Linked DNA regions of Mus musculus: region 1 is linked to region 2. A link is a contact called in public HiCAR-type data. All regions are on one chromosome and are shown on one strand. The core of a region is the stretch at or near the end of the contact, and the rest is flanking DNA. Distances in the headings are between cores, read along the strand shown. Region 1 has its middle 110 kb from the start of Ppargc1a. Region 2 has its middle 250 kb from the start of Gm29924.

Region 1 (3,719 bases), core at 318-2,817, 410 kb before region 2:
CATACCATCCTAATGTAGGAAGCTCATAAAATAATTATCTTAAATCAGAACTATCTCCATGACCAGTGCCTATGAAGACCGAGGCCAGACATCCTCTATGAGAGGAAGGATCTTATGTTGTGAACTTATGGCGCACAGGCTCCATTAGAAGTATTGTACTTGCATGAACCAACATGTGGATTTGCAACATTTCCTAATTAAAGCTTTAAACGGTGTGTGAAGGAGTCTGTGTTATAGCCATTGTTAATCCAATAATTATACTAAAGGAGATTTGGAGGTTTAAGATGCTGTTGCCTTACCACTGAGGAATTAAATAATAATAAAAATATATCATATACCGTAGCTCTCTATAATTTTTAAGCAGATTTAAAAGTTTCTGGATTAAGCTGGGGGTACCGGACAAGCAGTGGACACACCAACAAGCTATCCTTTGAGCAGATATTTCCTCATTTCTGTGGCTACATTGATGAGAACAGATTATTAGGACCACCTTCCTAAGGGTTCTGCAACATGTGTTCTGGGATTTCTTTTGTGCTGACCTGGCCATACTTACACTCTAGGATTACTATGAGAAACAAAGGGCCTCAGCATTCAATACTGCAGCCGGGGCATATTCCAACCAGGGATCAGGCTCCAGGAGAAACAGGTCTTTTAAAATGAAGGCCCAGTAAAGAATAGAAGTCAATCATTGATTTGGAAATCTTTGACCTGAGATTTTTAAAATGTGGGGTTTTCCTAATGGGTAAAGAAGTTTTATTAATTAACCATGAACAGGTAAATGTCAACAGGTAAATAGGAGAGAGCCACATGAAGCTACCACTCAAACTGATGATATTTCAACATTTTACCAACAATCTTTACCATGGTTTTTCTTTTTATTAAATAGTTCTTATTTCATGTGTTTGAGTGTTTTGCCTGCATGTGTGTAAGTATAGAAAATGCACACAGGACCTGAAGCACACCAGCAGAGGACTTCAAATCCCATGGGACAGGCATTACTGTTGTTAGTCACTATGTGGGAGCTGGAAACTGAACCCTGTTCCTTTATAAAAGCAGCAAGTGCTCTTAATTGCTGAGCCATTTCTCCATTCCCAATGCTGTTCCTAAAGCAAGTCACTTTCCTCTTTTGTCTTCTTCATACCTACTCAGTAGCTTCTTTGTATTTTTTTCCACTGACATTTTCATTTTTCCGTGTATCCAAAAGCACAGTACAGAATTACCTGGTGTGCTTTGAATGTTTGCACAGTGTTCTCCCATATCCTTTTGCAATTCTTCAGTTATGCCTTCTAACAAAAATATAATTGGGACAATTGAGCCTTTGATGGAAGATGGAAGGAAACCCTTCTTTCGGGTGTGTGGAGTTGCCTTATAAGCTTGTCGCCCTGTCCCAGCTAATCACTCTTCACTGTACTCTTGACATTCCTCTTTGTTTTACATTTATCAATTTGGCTCACAGTTATAAATGTATTTAAGCAATAGCTGTAAAAATTTTTGACCCTTTGGCCCGTACCTTTGCCTTGTTTATGAATCATTATAAAGTTGTTCCAAGGGAAAAGAAAGCAATAAAATCATAGCAGAAAATAGAAACCAAACCTCAGGTGTGTGTGTGCGCGTGTGCGCGAGCGCGTGAGAGAGAGCGAGCACGTATGCGTTTCTTGTCTTTTCTTTACTCATAGGTTTTTGCTAGACTTCTCAGAGTACCAGTCTCAAACACCTGAGCATGGTCATGCTCTTCCAGGGAGAAGAATTGGAAGGCCCAGCACAAGAAGTTATTTTTCATAATAACCAATTAAACTACTCACCATTGGAGCACATGTTTTCATACTTAAGTTAATTGAACTGTTTCAAAGTAAATATGATTCTAAATTGTTTTAGTATGCCAAAGTACTTCAGGCCTGCAGGTAAAAATGGGGGAGGGGAGGAAGTTACTGAATTGTTTGGAATGTGCAAATAAAGCACGCGGCACTGACAATTAGCTCCATGGTCTGTGTGCACCTTGAAACTGACTGTGGGTGGCTTTCGCCCATCTCTTATGCTGAAATCTACTTTGAAGCTCCTGAACAGTAAGTACTGTGAGACTTACCAAGCACAAGTCAGATTGCAATCAGAAACAGAACTGTGTGCAGCAGGGTTTGTTTTTTGTTTTTGTTTTTGTTTTTTTAAACATTTTTCCAGAAAATAATCTCTGTGTAATTCATTTCATTGGCCAAGTAAAAAAGGAATTATTGAAAAAAAAAAAAAAAAGGTTGAGCTTGGTAAAGGAAGTGCAGTATTTTACTTTGGGGGTGGGAAGTGGGGTGAAACTGGAATCAAAATTGGTTTATAGGTCTGTTTGCTGGGCATCACCCCATGATATGCTGATCCTTTTGATTCTGGCAGCTTTGAACATTATCAATGGATAGCTAATGTTTAAAAGGGATTGACCCTGAGGGGAAAATTTTGACATTCATCCCATTACCTAATACATACACAGACAAAATTCCATTTACAAAGATTGCTACTGCTACAGTTTTTCTGGACTCCTACATAGGCCAGGGAAAAGGATTGAATAGGAAACTGTTTGGAAGACTTTGTTGGGTTGATGAATAATCTTGAGTAATGAGTAACACAGAATTCATGGCAAGTCACATATTCCTCCCCCATCATTCTTCTGATCCCAAAGAAACCCAAGAAGAGGAAGTGTATCCTGAACTGCTTGGTTTTTTAGACTCTATTTGAACAGATAAAGATGCCTGGAGAATTAGGACTGACTTCAGAGCCTGTTTACTGCGAATATAAAAGAGGTGCTCCGAGCCACAGGCGGTTAAACCCTGTGTTGAGACAGTCCAAGTAAGAATAGAGTTGTTGTTGTTGTTGTTGTTTCTGTGATATATATATAGGTGTCAGAAGACACCTGGCCTCACAGAATATTAGAATATGAACCAGAAAGCCCTTAATCAGAACATTGAAATGGCCCCTCAGATGTGGCTAGAAAGGGAGATAATATCAATAGAAGAGTCAGGCAGAGAATGAATTCCAAATAACCATATGAAAGACACTGGTTAGCACAGAGAAAAATTAGACACCTTACCCACTATTGCTGCCATATAACAGGGAGGGTATATGCAGGAAAGTGCTCTATGCAAATGACCTATAAGGACTCAATCTGCTAAGCACAGAATAATTGAGCTTCTGACTTTTCTTCAGCTGTGGTCCAGTTGCTGTCTTAATAAACAGTCTTTGATTCTACCATGTATTGCTGTCCAGTTTCTTGCTCCAAGACATAAGCACTAAGAAATACCAGGTGGTGCCCACCAGACTCCCATGTCTACCAAACCACTTCCTGTATAGTTGAGAGTGTGCCATCAACTTCATACACAAGATTGCATTTAAGTAGGTTCCTTAAACTTTTTCTGGACATGGTCTTTGAATACCTTGCCAATTATCTAAGGAGCAATTTTATTCACTGCTACCTCCAAGGAATACCTAACCAAGTATAAAGATATATACAATATTTGACAAATGAAAAAAGTCCTATTATATTGCAGACACTGACTCCATCATGAATGTGACAAACATAGGTTCACAAGCTACCCTGTCCTCAGGCAAGTTGAGATTCAATGAGTGTACCCCCATGACTTGGGTGAGGAACTAGGAAATATTCCAAGGTATCTAGAAAGACTTGCCTAACTAAGGAGAGAGGACTGACTTTGAAGATTACACAGGCACTGAACTAGCCC
Region 2 (3,716 bases), core at 865-3,364:
CTTTCAGGCTACCATTTGAAATGCAAATGAAGAAAATATCTAATAAAAATTTGAATAATAATAATAAAACCTGAGTGAGTACTGGAGAATCTACCTTGAGTCCTTCTGCTTCCAGGATAATCCCATTCACTGAAATTCTTAAATGAGACAGTGCTTAGAGTCACCTTATAAGGAGTAAGACATTTGACACCCCTACCCCATAGTAACTGTGAGGTTAGGGAGAGCAGGCTGCTCCACTTTACAGATAAGAATAGTGAGGCCCAGACAGAAGAAAGCCTACCTATATAGCATACCATCAGTACTGCAGTCACCTTTTGCATCTGCCTTACCACCGCCCACCGTGCTCAGGGTGACGGGGCAGAGTCTCCTCTTTCATATAGAAGGAGAGTATTATACCTTTGCATGTTATCAAACGTGAATGAATGAATATATGTGGAGACCCCTCCCAAGACTTCAATGTCACTTTCACTGTTTCCAGGGGACAGACAGCAAAAGTCTGTCTGGTATAGCTCACATGCTCAGCAACTCAAAGGTAGTTTGAGTTTTCTCTTTGGCTTTACATCTTGACGATGACTTAGAGATACATTTTTTTCCCCCAAGCGGGTTAATTAGAAAACCTAAGTACTTTACAGGGTAGCTCAGTGCTATTTGCATATGACCATTCCTCTGCCTCCCCACCTTATGACCTTTACCTTCTTGTAGAATTAAAAGAGGTGAGTCTACCCCTTTCTCCAAATAAACCTCTGCCTGGCTAGTTTCTCCAGTTCCACGACTAATGTTGAATGATCATGGGCATGACTCAACAAAGAACCTAGCCATGCCTGCCTCTCTGACTAACTCTTTGTTATCTCCATACATTTTTAGCACTGTGTATTGTTTTATCGTTTCAGTCCCTGACTCCTGGTTCCTTTTCCCTCTGGTTCCCCTTTTGCAGCTCTCTTGACAATGACTGTTATTTTCAGAGCCTCCTAAAAGCTTTGTAAGCACCCATCTGCCTTGGCCACAAGGAGCGCAGTCATCACCTGCCCTTTGAAGCTCATATGGCATGCACTGGGCTGGGTCTGAGTCAGCTCAGAATGGAGAACAGGCCGTGGACAAGTTGCCAAGAGAACTAAGGTCCGGCCTGGCCCTCCTCCTGTCTTCTCATGTGACCTTGTAGGCTGCTCTTAGGTTTGGCCTCCTGGAAATAGCAGACTAATACTGTTTTGAGTCAGGAAGAAATTTTAAGTCATGATTCCCAGGCTGCCTCAGAAAAACATGCCTTGCGTTTTGAAACAATGCAGATTTCCAGGCTCCATCTCAGCTCATATGAGTTCTGGAAATGGCCAATCATTAGGTTACCTCTGCATTCTCCTCAAAATCACAATGTCACAGGGAGCCAGCATTTCTAGGTCTACTCCATTTCTTCTGTCTCGTACAGAAGCACAATCCTTAACACTTTGGGAAAAAAGAAGAACACGTTTGGGAGCCCCGCTTTACTAAATCTCAGGCAGTTATCCAGCTGAGCTTAAACTGGGCTATGTCGCCATACTCTGTTCTAATAGGCACCACAGGGACTCAACTGGCCCGGCCACCCACTAAGCTGTTTCTTCATTGCACTTGTGCTGGTGTTGGCATCTGGACTGCTGGGGACAGCAAGCCTCCCCAGGGGCAGTGCTGGTCTTTGAAATGCCAAGGCAGTGTCCTTGTACATATTGGGGCACAAGCGAGGCAGAGATCTGGATGGCGCCTACTCTGAAATGCCACTGTGGAGCCTGCAAAAGATCCAAGAGTGGATCGGATTCCCAAGACCAAGCTGGCAGCCGTCTGTAGGAAAATCAGATTCCTCTGAGGCCTTAGAGGTCACCAGAGGGCACATGACTGCCCCTGGTCAGAGGCTGCAGGGTAGCTCAGGACAGAGTAAAGGGCAAGTAAGAATCAAGGAGAGAAAAGGTGACAAGAGGAAATCTACTTCGGTTATAATTTTTTTTCAACTTGGCAATCCCGGATGATGTGTGGCTTGGGAAGAAATTCACAGCAACTTTCTATCATTTCAGCCATCATAATCCTGCACCAGACAGCACACACAGCCCTTGTGTAAATGACTCAGCGGTCAGCTCACAAGCTCCTTGCAAAGCAGCAACAAAGACAGGAATGTGTGGGCAAGCACACACACACACACACACACACACACACACCACACATGCTCAGGAACTCGCAGCACACTTGCTTAGCAGAAGCTTAAACTCTCGCTGATCATTAACCTTTTATTAAACTTATGGCCCTTCGGAGTGAGAAGGGTGCCTTAGCCGTGCTTAGACTTTTCAAGAGCCTGGCAGCAGCCTAGAGTAAAATTGGGATGATAAATGAATAAAGGTAACAAAAACTCCAGTGTTCCCAGCTTCGTGTTAAAAGGTAGCTGTGGTAAACACCTCCACAACTGCATACACAGTGGACTGTAGCATAGTAGGAACATTCATTGCAGTTTTCAGTGGAAGGCTCTTGGCCATCATGAGTTTTTAGAGCTCTTAGCTGAAGACAAGTGGACCTAGTAAAATCTTTAAAACATATTAATTCCAACACTGGCACATTAAAAAAGGGTCACTGTTAATAAATAACATAACCAGGATCATGTTCTACTATTGTCAACACCATGAAATTTGTCTGTTCTATGGAAGAGCTTCTCATAGGTAATGAGTCTGAATTACAAATGCCTGTGGTTCTGTGCCTGGCAGTGTGTGTCTGAGCGGCTGGGAAGGCTCTTATGTAGTTGCTGAAGTGTGTAGAAATGTAAACATTGACAGAAACCTATTTGAAGTGCTTGTTTACTACGCCAGTTACATATGTACCTTTTCCAATTGACCTTGCAAATGAAACACTTTGCCACTGAAGGGGAATAGAACGTGCGTAGAAGTCCTCCCAGTGTTTATTTTTACATTGAACATCAACTAGGCCCCAAGGCTAATGCCATTGACCTGTAACACACATAGAGATGGCAAAGCAACTGGTCACTTAGTTGGTCAGTAAGCGGTAAGGCCAGGAGGATCCTTGTCCTCAATGGGACACTGCCATCTGGTGCATGCCCCTAGTGAGACATGTAGAGAACAATAGCCAGAATTACAAGAGAGTGGAGGAGGCGCAGCTGCTTCAGGAAACACAGGGCTCCTGCGGTCTCAACCACAATCTGTAGATGAGGATAGTCAACCAAAGAGATGTTACTATGTAGATGGAAGGAGTTACCTATAGATGTGATGGAGAAACAAAATTCCTCAGTGTCGCTTAAAAGCCAAATATCTGTCATGGATTGTCCATCTCCTTTAAGCTTGAGAGTAACCCACTGAAATGGTCATATAGCAGGGGAAGATGCAGAGGACCAGAGATATATGCCTGGACTCTTTCAGTTAGCAACTGAACTTGCCTCCTAGGTTACTTTTATGCTTGGATAAATATCTGCCTTGAAAGGAGAGATGTTCTTCTCCTTATCCAAGTATGGTTCAAAGTAGGCCTAAACAATTCTTCACAATCAATAACATACTGGAATGGGGAGATGTCTCCAGAGTTGCTCATTCCTAATATCTCATTGTCTAGCAGGATCAGGAGATTCATGTATCACAGTGAGATAGCACTCCTTAAATCAAGCACAAAATTAAGACTAGAGCTAGGCAAATGATATAATCAAACATTTGCAATTTTTCCCTGTTAAAACACAGGAATTCCAGTTCTCTGATGAAGCCAAG

The links. HiCAR-type assays count read pairs that join an accessible place to other places.
Region 1: a HiCAR-type map of kidney shows a contact between it and region 2, with 10 times the contacts expected there. The contact joins two enhancer-like sites. A contact is called at or near these places in 2 of 484 Hi-C or Micro-C datasets (the Patski cell line and muscle stem cells) and 1 of 115 datasets of contacts at active chromatin or transcription factors (kidney).

The regions. Positions count from the first base shown.
Region 1 is chr5:51,444,744-51,448,462 of GRCm38.p6, reverse strand. No RefSeq gene overlaps it. Among named protein-coding and RNA genes, the nearest start is that of Ppargc1a, 110 kb to the left of the region's middle. Within about 2 kb of position 1,567, at least 11 of the 459 cell types and tissues checked have an H3K27ac peak or open chromatin away from gene starts, as enhancers often do. A contact at or near this core is called in kidney, where this site is marked.
Region 2 is chr5:51,039,104-51,042,819 of GRCm38.p6, reverse strand. No RefSeq gene overlaps it. Among named protein-coding and RNA genes, the nearest start is that of Gm29924, 250 kb to the left of the region's middle. Within about 2 kb of position 2,114, at least 30 of the 459 cell types and tissues checked have an H3K27ac peak or open chromatin away from gene starts, as enhancers often do. A contact at or near this core is called in kidney, where this site is marked.